Regions from separate parts of the Danio rerio genome. Here region 2 is linked to region 1. Evidence: chromatin contacts called from public Hi-C data. All regions are on one chromosome and are shown on one strand. Each heading gives the region's core, a stretch centred on a gene start, on an enhancer-like site or on the middle of the called end of the contact. The rest is flanking DNA. Distances are from core to core; before and after follow the strand shown. Region 1 overlaps tiam1a (TIAM Rac1 associated GEF 1a). Region 2 holds the start of sod1 (superoxide dismutase 1, soluble).

Region 1 (5,923 bases), core at 124-2,623:
GCTTTTACACAACATAGGCTCATTCTGAAAACGTAGCCCTATATGCGTTTCTGGAGATCGGAAATTATGTAGCCAGAAATACTTATGGCTGCTGTTCATCTTTTAAACGAATGCTACGAGGCGATATGAAGCTGTTCCTTTTCGTGCTTACCAGCTGGCTGTTTACCTCCATATGGACAGCTATCCCGCTTTTCCCAGTTTGTCGGGTAACTCCGTAAGCACGTCGGCGGACTTAGGACGCAGAGCAGAGTTGACCGCGATAATGGGGTTTGAGTCCGGTGAACAATGGTTCGAGAAAGCAAGTAAAACAAAAACAAAAGCTAAAAAATGATATAAAGACGTAAAAAACAGTGTGAGAATGTGGTAAAATCTGAAAATGTGGTAAAAATCAATAGGCTTTTCTTTTTCTGCATTGCTTTTTAAAACAGTGGTCCTCAACCACCGGGCCGCAGACTGGTACCGGTTCATGGATCAGTTGGTACTGGGCCACACAAGAATTCATTAATTATTTCTATTTTATTTATTATCTAAGTCTGAACGATCTTTTATTTTGAAAAGTCATTTATTTTAAAAAATAACCATATTCTGTCGCCTACATCTGGGGTCACTTGAACAACCAAATTTAAAACACAAGCCGCAAAATAAGCAAGAAACACACGTCTTTGGAAAGTTTTTTTGCTGAGAGAAAAGGGCCAAGTGAAGGACCTACGAACTTTCCAGGGATGAATCCACAACCCATTTGTCAACAAATCAGGTGAATCCAGTATGTCTGTGCAAGATGATCAACTGCTGGAGATTGCAAATGTCGGTGGCCTTTTAGGAGCTATTCGCATATTGCGTCTTTTCTAGAGTTTGTGCAAAAATGTAGCTCCTGGGACATATTTTGCTCTCTCCAGAAATGTATAGAGGGGTACATAATCATAATGAGCCTGGGTTGCTTATATAGGACCTGTGATTTAGAATCTGATTTGTAATAGTTGTTTTCAATTTATAACAGGACTTTAATGAGTATTATTATTATTATTTGTTTATTTTAAAAAATGTCACCCTAAAATTTACTATGGTTTTACTTTCATACCATTTAGATTTTCCTTATCATTTTAGAGATTGGCAGCTGAAGTCATCATTAACTTTTATTTTACTAAAAATAGTGGCAGGGATTGTCTTCAGAAGTTCACCTTTGTGTTGCATTTGCATTTTTAGGTGAGTTATTTCTTTAATGCGACTTAATCCAACTTGCTCCTGCCTCTGTGACTAACCTCCTTTCAGGCAAAGTACAAAAGAGACTCCTCTGCCGCACGGGTCAAAGAGGGAGAAAAGATTGGCTCTCTCAGTATCCTCTACTGACCTGGAAGAGATCTGATCTCAGTCTGAAAGGATCGACTGCCACTGCATGCTGGTCTATTTTACTTTCTAAATTAGTTCTCTTATAAGTAGAGACTCGAGTGTCTTCATTCTTGCCTTGTGGCATGCGGGTGCAGGTTTTGTTGAGCCTCTTCCGCTTGTTTGGCACAGAGGAGAGGTTGTGTGTATGGATAAAAGCAGCTTCTTGCTTTCAGCTAAAGCTTTTTTGGTGATTCCAGCACTATGCGGCACAAATGCACAGGCTGTGAAGCTTCACTGTTTCTTTTACATACAGCAGGGTCAGAGGATTACAATAATATAAAGACATACAAACTTGCTGCCTGGGGGCACAGTGGTCCCGTTCAAGACAGATTAGACTCTTGAACATTCTCCAGGCAGTTTAACATTAAAATATCACAAGTGTTATAGTATTATATTTAAATACTATCGTAAAATACTTCTAAAAGTAGCCATATGCTGTTGTAAAACTAAACTTGTTTTTCCCCTTTAGGGTCCACTAATCTTATGGGTTATTAAACCAATAATAAAATCACAGCTTTTTTGTGTGTATATAGCACATCTAATGTTTGGTACATTGCTGTAAAACATAAACAGCTGATTGTAACTCTATAAATACAGCTTACCACAAGGCTCTGTTTTGGGACCCTTTTTGTTTTCTACATACATGCTCCTTTAGTAGCATCTGTTGTTTAGCATTGTAGTCTATTGCTATGCAAACAAATATGCCAGAAATAAGGTGACAATACTGCTTTATGATCTTTTAATGTAAATAAAATACACCACTTATATACACAGGGTTTCCGCTGGGTTTTAAAAAGTCTCAAAAAAAAGTAATTAATTAATTAAGTAATTAAAAAAGTAATTTTAACTAATTTAAAATATATTATTATTACTATTATTAAGTAGGATATATATATATATATATATATATATATATATATATATATATATATATATATATATATATATATATATATATATATATAATTATATATATATATATATATATAATTTTATATATAATAATATATATATAATTTATATTTATATTTATATATAATAATATATATAATTTTATATATATAATTTTTTTTTTTTAAGGTCTACTTTTACAACTTGATACTTTCAAACCACTGCAGAAATGTTCTAACCAACAGGCCTATGTCATATACAGAACAGATACTTAATAAATAGCCTACTATATATTAAAAGCATTAACGTGTGCTACATATTTTTGTTTTCACAAACTTTGGAAATGTAAATTCCGCATTAAAATTCAAAAATGGTTTTCAAAGTGCACTACGAATGCAATGCAATTGTTAACATAAAGATCACTAAACCTGAAACTGTAAAAGTATTTTGAAAGCAAATTACACCTAAGGGAGATGATTTTTAAAAAATCATTCTGAGTTTAAATGTTGGAATGTTCTGAATGAATAGGCCATAGGGGGGATAACTGGGAATAGAACACAACCAACTATGCTTCTAACCACAGTTCTAGAGGTTTAGTTGGAAACATACAAGTTTGTGATGCAGTTTGCGGATGTTCACAATGGATTTGGAAAACGCTAAATCAACAATGTTTTTAACGATGGAACTTGTGACCTTGTTTAACTAACAATGGTTTTCGGAAACACACCCCCGGACAGATTGTTGCGCATATATTTAGTTTATTATTGTTTTTATATCTTTTAAAACATTTGTACATTTTATGTTTTGTTTTAAAGAAAGTTTATGTTGGAAAAAAGTGTATGGATACAAGTAAACCTTGCTTGCTTAACACAATATTTAAAATATTTTGCTAAGAAATATTTAAAATATTTAAAATTTTTATTATTATTATTATTCATAATAGTCTTAAAAATTTCTTAAATTTAACTTGGCAAAAACCTTCAGAAACCCTGATACACTTACTTTTGACGTATTTGAAATGATACGATCCTATCAATACAGCCCACTCTAATAAACTGCAGGATTTTGGCAGGATAAGCAGCCTTCTCATTAGCAGTCTGGTAAAGTGTGTTAACTGCTGACGCACTTTGATGAGACACCTTCTGTGGGACATGACAGCTTGCTGAGGGGGAGAAGGTGAGAGCTACAGAGTATATGGTTGGTTATGTGAGTGTGTGGTTTTTGGCCGTGTGTGTGTGTGTGTGTGTGTGTGTGTGTGTGTGTGTGTGTGTGTGTGTGTGTGTGTGTGTGTGTGTGTGTGTGTGTGTGTGTGTGTGTGTGTGTGTGTGTGTGTGTGTGTGTGTGTGTGTGTGTGTGTGTGTGTGTGTGTGAGAGATAGAGGTGGTTTTTAAAGGGCAGATTGGTCAGCAGTAAGTCTTGCTCTGAATTGAGCCTAAATAGTGTCTGGCACTGATGTGGTAATGGGGTATTGATTGGTAGTGGTTTGGACCATGGCGCTGGTGTGTGCGCCTCAGAAACAACTATATTGTGTTTGCGGTAAAAGGTTGAGTGTCACTATCATGAGCAAACACACACAAAATACTATGATGATAAGATAAGATTGACTGCCTTCCTCTCTAATATCCCAGCAATGAGATACATTAAGTGTTTATTTTATTTTATTTTATTTTATTTTATTTTCATAACAACACTACTGATGTTTATCAGTTACTAGTAGTATTTAACTTTATGAATAAACAACCTTTATTTTATTTTATTTTATTTTATTTTTCTATGTCGTTTTGTAACCAAATTACTGATAGACAGAAATGGCTATATTGTGTTTGTGGTAAAAGGTTGAGTGTCACTATCATAAGCAAACACACACACACACACACACACACACACACACACACACACACACACAATACAATGATGAAGAGATAAGATTCACCGCCTTCCCCTCTAAAATCCCAGCAATGGTATAAATTTAGTGTTGCTTCACCCATTAGCACATGCCATAGTTTCAAGGAAGGCACAAACGTTTCTTGTAAAATTACTTCTACTTCCACTTCTTGAAAAGTTTGAGTAAGCGAATATTGCAAAACAAACCTTGCGATGAGCACTTTCTTTACTATTGTTTAATTTTTATATTTTAGTTATATTATTAAGTAATTTTTTTATTAGGTTGTGGTCAACCTATATTTATTTTATGTCACTTTATATAGCTCACTGATTTTTATAATAAAATTACTTGCATTAAGGCCCCATTTACACTAATACATTTTAGTTTTAAAACGAAGTTCACATCCACAGTGGAGTTCCACCTAGCATTTCTGAAGTGCTCTCCATCCACACTACACTGCTTAAAATGCACATCACGTGACCACACACATAGTCTGGCATGCGCTGCAGTGTATGTGCGTGTCTGAGCTCCAGGCAGTCATACGTTGGACGATTCATCAAGAATCTACCGGTATGGATATTAAACGTGATATTTAATTCATCCTGTCAAGAAGGCAGTAATTTTATAGGCTCTGTTTTGTTATAAGTATGCATACAGTGAAGATGATGATCATATAAATATGTAGCTACACAATACCTCAACATTTTTGGAGTCTGTTAAGTTGTAAATATCAAAATGAACAGGCAATTCCTCATATCATGTTTAATTTGATTGTTGAGAAAGTGAAACAACGTAGCCAGGGTGAGGTGAATGACTATCTAAAGTCCACTGTTCTCCTTTGAAGAGTTACCCGATGTGTCCTCGGGAGTTTTCTAAATCAAACTTGGATGCAGGACTGAACTTTGTGTAGGCTACTTAATATTGAGGAAAAAGCCCCAATCAGATAGACGAATGTCTGCAGCCACACCTCTGTTTTCAGATGTCTCTGTTTGACCCCATCCACAATAACACGAAGCAGCAGCATTTTAAAATGAAAACGGCTTCTTCAGCATTTTCAAAAAAGCTCAGTTTTCTGCGCTCGAAAACTCTGGCGTAGTGTTGACGGAAGGTGTAACCGCAGCAAAACTTATGCGTTTTAAAACGAAAACATTAGTTTAAACGGGGTATAAAAACAAAGAAACAATTGAAAAGTAAGCCGGCTGTTCTTCTCAAAAGCTTTCTGTCTATTTTTGCTTTTGTAGTTTGTCGTGTGTCTCTTCTGTTTGCGTGAGACATTCCTCTCCTTTCAGGACCCAAAAGCTTAAGCTTTTCAACTCCCTGCCCTTTTTCACCTCTCCTTCAGTTTCCTAAAGAAGCACTTTGTTTGTGAGCTTCTGCTTGTTGACGCAGGTGCAAAAAAAGAAATGAAGAGAATTAGAGAGTGTAAGAACGAGAGAATGAAGGAATCCCAGCCTCCCTCCTCCTCAAATGAAGTCTCTCGAGGCCCTTAAAAATGGCTTTAGGCCCTATGAACACACTGATTTCCTCACTATCCAGACCTGTCAGGGCTTGTAGGCTTTTTTCTCCTCAGTTTCTGTCTGTTGGTCTCAGGTGTGCTGAGAAAGGGCTTTAGCACCATTGTGGCTTTCAGGGCTCCTCTTTTTTCCACTGGGTCTTCCTGCCAGATGAGGAGAGCCGTGGGCTTCAAGCCAAAGCCTGATTTTATCTCTCTTACTCTGTCAACAGCAGGAATCCCAGAGCTCTGGGTGCATGTGTGTGCTC
Region 2 (6,395 bases), core at 871-3,370, 47 kb before region 1:
TGGCCGGCGAGGAACCCAATGAGAGACTCTCAGCAAATACCAACGAGCCCAGTGCAAACCCTACTAAAGAACTTGCTGAAGCCAAGCCAGATGTTCCAGCACCTTCTGCTGCAGCTACAGCAGACTCGGAAGCTTCAGAACCCATAGCAGAGAACAAATCTGAAGAACAAACACAAAAAGAGGAGTCGTAGAGGCTTCTTTACTCATTAAGACCACATGAGCTTCTTCTGTGTCAGTGCTAATCTTGAATACTGCTGGCTAAAAAGCAAAGTCCAACTGTTGTGGGACGCTTTATGCATATGAGGATTGCTTCGTCATCACAAACCAAGTTTTTCAAATTTGTGTTTTGGCAAACGTGGAGCGTTGCCTTGTGAATTTATTGTCCCACCTCAATGAAGCTTGAATGTTGTATTAAAACTGAAGATAAGGAAAAGAAACGATTAATTGTTTGCTGTACATATGCTAACATTACTCCAATAATGTTTGTAGATTTTGACTGGCTTTTTTTTTTTCCAATGATATCCCTGTTGAGTTTAATATTTGGAAACGCTGACTAAAATATGACATTAAGACCCTTTTGCTGTAATGTTTTTAACTTAATGTTTACAACATTCAAAAAAAAAAAAAAAAAAAACGACACAAGATGTTTTTATCATTTTTAAGTTTTTGGAGATAGGAACTCCAAATATTTCAGCGACAGGAGGTGGTTTTAATAAAATATTTTCATACCAAATGAATGAACTGGTTTATGCAACTTGTTTTTAACATTTATTCTAGTCGTGCATTTAAAACTAATCATGAATAAAAAAACTGAGCTTTTTCTGAGCTTTTAACTATATTTAACCAGTTTTATTATGATTTGTGGTAGTTATCATGTGACACTGTACCAAAACCATTTGTAATGGTTTGAATAGGATGTCTACAGTATATGTATATGAATAGGGCATGACTGTAGAATTTGAGGATGCATGTGACCAAATGCCAAGGTCAAAGTGACAAACATGGTTTTGATATATTCCTTTTTTAAAGAATAATACTATAGGACTGTGTAATTTGAGCCAAATAACTATATGTACTAACTATTCACTCAACTTCAAGTGGTTCAATCAATGTGTGAGCTTTTTGTCTGATGTAAAGCACATGAGTATAGATATTTTAAAGAATACTGGAAACTGGTAGCCTTATATATCCATAGTAGGGACCAATTACATAAAATTCAATGCCCACCGGTTTCTAACATTCTTCGAAGATCGTTAAACAGAAGAAATTCAAACAGGTTTGCAACAGGTGGAAGGTAAGTAAATGACAGAATCTTCATATTTGGGTGTCCTGTACCTTTGAATGTACCACATAGGTAGCCAAAATAATACATGTGATGTACATTCTTATTGAAACCACTTTATGATCAGAAATATTTATACTGTAACAAATAATGAGAAAGATATTGTTATAACTTCTTTTATTGTCTGAAAATCTAAGTTTAACTGGTTTAACTTTTACTCTTACTTTTTTTTTTCAAAGTGACTTGCATTGAGCAAGAAAAGGATGTTATTCAGAAACTTCATTCATTCATTTTTCTTCGGGGTAGTCCCTTTATTCATCAGGGGTGGCCACAATGGAACGAGACAGAAACTTATTCAGCATATTTTATTACTAAGCGGATGCTGTTTCAGTACTGGGAAACAACCAAACACACTCATTCACACATACACTATGGCCAATTTAGTTAATACAATTTACCTATAGTGCATGTCTTTGTCATGTAGGGGAAACCGAAGCAACCGGAGGAAAGCCACGCCAACACATGGAGTACATGCAAACTCTACATAGAAATGCCAACTAAGCTAGCTGTAACTCGAACCAGCAATCTTCATGCTGTGAGGCGACAGTGTTAACCATTAAGCCGCCGTGTCGTAAATGTAATTAAAATGGCAAGAAAAGTGACAAGAGTTTACTTTCAGTGTCAGTTTATATAACTAATAAAATAACTAAAGTAACTGGTTCCACAAGTTCATTCAAAACGATACCTTATGACACCGTGACACGCCAGACTTTGAACCAATCAGCATCCACCGCTCTTTTCTGCCTCCTCATTGGTCGATTCCGCTCACGTGCCTCCTCTTATCAAACACAGTCGGTTTCTTTCACTCTCTCACAACTTCTCAGTTTGCATAATCTACAGTCAGCATGGTGAACAAGGCCGTTTGTGTGCTTAAAGGCACCGGTGAAGTGACCGGCACCGTCTATTTCAATCAAGAGGTAAAAAATGTCTGTTTTGATCCATATTTGAAATGACGTTCATGTAGCAGGAGAGCAGCGCGCGCGTCGAGCTAGCATGAAACTACTACGCACTCCATGATCGAGATTGAAGACGTCTGTTGTCATATTTTTACGTATGCATGATGATAGAGTAGCATGCAATTGCACGGAATTTGCTGTGCGAATGCAATGCAAATATAAATGACCGAACATGTTTAAAAACACAATGTTGAGTTGTACATCCTATTACTAATATTTTGTGCAATGTCGCATCCCATAATAAACCGCTGAAAGCAGCTCAGAAATGACCTTTGATAAGATGGCAGGTCTACGCCCCCCCATGCACGCGCAAACTAATTAACGCATATGCTTCCTCAATAGCAGACGTTAACTTACATGCAAACCTTGAACCGCCATGCGTTTGAGTTTGATATTGAGACTTTGTAGCGTAGGTTGCCTGTAGGTTCTTGAGGTATTTACTTTATCGAAAGTCTTAAGAATTTACTACAAGGGGAAAGGTTTGCTGACTCATGCTCCTCTATCTCTGTTTGCAGTCATAATTTTGCCAAATAGGACAGAGATCACAGCACGCTTTAAATGCTGATAGAGCTTATTACTGTATTGGTGTGGCATCTGAATACACATTTACTTGCTGTTAAGCGCTATTTACTGTTTGTGTTAGTCCCAAATCTCGTTATATTGTTTTAATTTGTCTTTAGCCTTCCCTATAATAATTTAATGTTTAAATTGTGAAGTTCTTCTGTATTTTATCCAGCAGCGCTTCAAGTATCTGTTGAGGTAAAGTTAGTTGTATATTTGCATATTCAGTCTTTCTCCTTAATAATATAATTTCACCAAAGAAAATCAATTAAAATTCTAAATAGTAAATCATATAATCACTTTCAAAGTACAACATTGTTCACTATCAAACTATTTGTGCTAATGTTGTTTTAAAGTTAAACTTGCGTTCATACCAAATATTGAAAGTAAAAAAATATAAAAATATAGGGGGTATTTCATAAGTTTTCACTGAATGAATGTGCGGATGTAAAACCAACTTTACCTCAATCAAGTATTCAATATGTCATCGAGGCATGTTTTGATTTTTTAAATTTATTTTTTTTATTACTCAAATCTATTAAAACAAGTTTCATGATCTTTTCTTCCATATTTTAATGTATATCTGAGTAAAATGTCTGTAACGAGGACAAAGGTTGAAGAGTAAAAAATTTTTTTTTTTCCATGAATTGATTTGAATGTTGTGGTTTTCTATTAGTTGAGCTTGGGTGATTTATGACTTGTATTGATAAACCTCTCATAAAATAAGTGACATTGCAAGAAAGCAAAATAAGCATATTGTCACTTTTGATTCCGTGTTGAGATAAACATGCAGTGCATTCCAGGTGTACATTTGGAAACAAATTGTCTGTATGATGTGTTTTGCAGCCAAGCATAACTTGGTTAACTGCGCTTTTGTTTTGTGAAATGATATGAAACCATGTTTTCTGAAGTGATATGAAACCGTTGTTAACCACACAATGGATCTGTATGTTTTAGGGTGAAAAGAAGCCAGTCAAGGTGACTGGTGAAATTACTGGCCTTACTCCAGGAAAACATGGTTTCCACGTCCATGCTTTTGGTGACAACACAAACGGTAAGGAGTGGTCAAACTGAACATTTAGCGATTATTATGGCCCACATGATGATTTATATCGCTTCATTTCTCCCCCCATTTTGTGCATTCACCACCCTATTAAATGAGATCCCAGGTGTAAACAACCTCCTTGTGAGCAAAATGCATCATAATTTCAGGTGTAAACGGGGTGTCAGGGTATGCCACTCCATTCATTAAAGCAGTGTTTTTCAACCACGTTCCAGGAGGATCATCAGTTCTGCATATTTTCCATGTCTCCTTAACCAAACACACCTGATTCAGATCATCAGCTCCAGGAACATGGTTGAGAAACACTGCATTAAAGTACAAGTTCATCCCATCAGGACCAATAACCTTGACCTAAAACCATTAGACTCCATTTTTTACCTGGTTCTGAATCCAAAGTGAAGGAGTAAACAGCTCTGAAAAGTTTTTAAATTCTCCACTTACATACTTTCATAGTGTAAGCACTTAATGCGTTTAAAGGGCCACAAATCACACTTGTGCTATTTTTATTTATTTTTTGCTCTTGATCACAGGCTGCATCAGTGCAGGTCCGCACTTCAACCCTCATGACAAAACTCATGGTGGGCCAACCGATAGTGTGAGGTGAGTTTATCAGTGTGCTCTGATACATCTGTTTTGCATGATTTACAGTATCTATATATAGTAAAATGCTAATATTTATTGTCTGTACGGATTGTCACTGAAAGCAGAAACTCTACTTGCCCTCAAAGTTGTCCCATTTACTTAAATCCTGTTTGTTTAAAAGTTGATCTGCATTTGTCGCATGGGCCTGTATCTCAATTTAGGCATGTGTGGTGTCAGAAGACAGAACATCGAATACAGGGTTTCCGCAGGGTCTTAAAGTCTCAAACTTAAAAATCGAAATTTTAGGCCTTAAAAAAATCTTTAATTTGCTGTTCTAGGTCTTAAATATTTTTGCACCGGTCTTATTTTTCCCATGTCCATGTAACACTACATCTAATGCTCATTTAAATTATTTTTTGTTGTTGCTTGGTTTTTGTGGTGTTGTAGTTGTTTATTTCAATAGTCCAAATGTGGTATAAAATGCGGTATAAAAACTACAAATGAGACCAACATGCAACAGCCAATCAGCCTACTGTTATTGAACTCAATAACGAACTGTTATCACGCAGCGAATGTGATGTCATGGCATGCGTCATGCGCGCGACGTGTTTTCGGCTGGTGGAGCGCACAGGATTATTTGAGACTCGGGTGAACAGTTCGCACAGCGTTTGATTTGAGTTGAATAAGAATCCCTTTGTAGAGATTTTGTCTGAAACGAGTATACGACTTTACAGACACCATTATGATCTGTCCATGCGTGATAGTGGAGAACCAGATGACAAATAATTCTTAGCCAGATTGCAACAGCTGTGGGAAAAGATGAAAGCTTTTGTTAAAGTTTGAAAAAAACATGAGGGATAAGTTTAAGCCAAAAGTGGTCATGGCAAAAGTGAACCAGGTACACAATTACAGAATATGTTTTTTGTAAGTGTACTTTTTTTTGCTTTTATACATTAATTGGCAGAACTGTTCGAGACATGAACAAAAGCAAGTGATGCATCAAAGTTTGATTTTAAAAAAATCTTGAATGGTTATAAAAATCTTTATAATCATTTTAATAAATCATAAAAAATAAGTTTAAAAATCTTGAACGATATTAATGATATGACGTAGTTCCTGAAACTTCCTATTTCTCTGTTTATGCGTCTGACTTTACGGTGGCTTTCTTTTCATTGCCCCTGTCGTTTTAAAGAGCCTCGTCCATTTGAGGTGCCCTCGCAGTCAGCGAAGGTGCGTGATGCAGCACCAGGCGACAGCATAAGATGTTTGTTTGTTTTTTTTTCCTATAGTTCAATGATGCATCTAACCTGTCTTCAGTACTGTTCAATTTGAATACATTTGTTTTACCACAAATTTTGCGTTTTCTCTTTATGCGTATGCATGTTTTTGGTATTGTGATATAGGTCTTAAATGTAATACTTAATGGCCTTAAAGTCTTTAAAAGTCTTGAATTTGACACTATGATATCTGCAAAAATCCTGCAATAGCATTTTATGATTTTCTTTTTTATTTTTTGTCAAAAGAGGAACTTAAAAAAAAAAAAAACATGGCTACCCAATTGAAAAATGAAAATGAAAATTTTTAAATGAAGTGTAAATAGCATTACACATATTAATTGGCAATAAACAAAAAGCTATAAATAAATAGAATATAAATAATACCGTCCCGTGGGCAGCGAGAATCGCCAACAAAGAAGTCCTAGTGTGCATCAAGCCAAAGACCTCGCCGGAGGCCAAGATCACCAAACAGAAATTATCCTATTCTATCCTTCCCCATGTCATGCGTAGCAATTCACTCAAGAAGGCAGTCTTGCTGGGAATGGTCAGTGAAAGTAGGAGGAAAGGCTGCCCAAGAACTTGTTGGCTCGATACTGTCAAATCTTATACCAACA

Evidence for each region. Hi-C and Micro-C count contacts between places; a contact is called where the count stands out from the background.
Region 2: a Hi-C map of an unstated tissue shows a contact between it and region 1, with 2.5 times the contacts expected there. The contact joins the promoter of sod1 here to the enhancer-like site in region 1.

What each region holds. Positions count from the first base shown.
Region 1 is chr10:30,585,426-30,591,348 of GRCz12tu, reverse strand. The region is part of intron 3 of tiam1a (TIAM Rac1 associated GEF 1a); the gene reads left to right. Among named protein-coding and RNA genes, the nearest start is that of tiam1a, 37 kb to the left of the region's middle. Within about 2 kb of position 1,373, at least 4 of the 62 cell types and tissues checked have an H3K27ac peak or open chromatin away from gene starts, as enhancers often do.
Region 2 is chr10:30,633,198-30,639,592 of GRCz12tu, reverse strand. It overlaps sod1 (superoxide dismutase 1, soluble), which reads left to right and starts at 2,120. Exons shown (of 5, transcript NM_131294.1): 1 at 2,120-2,259; 2 at 3,817-3,913; 3 at 4,453-4,522. The coding sequence starts at 2,188. It overlaps scaf4a (SR-related CTD-associated factor 4a), which reads left to right. Exons shown (of 20, transcript XM_690795.9): 20 at 1-737. The coding sequence ends at 191.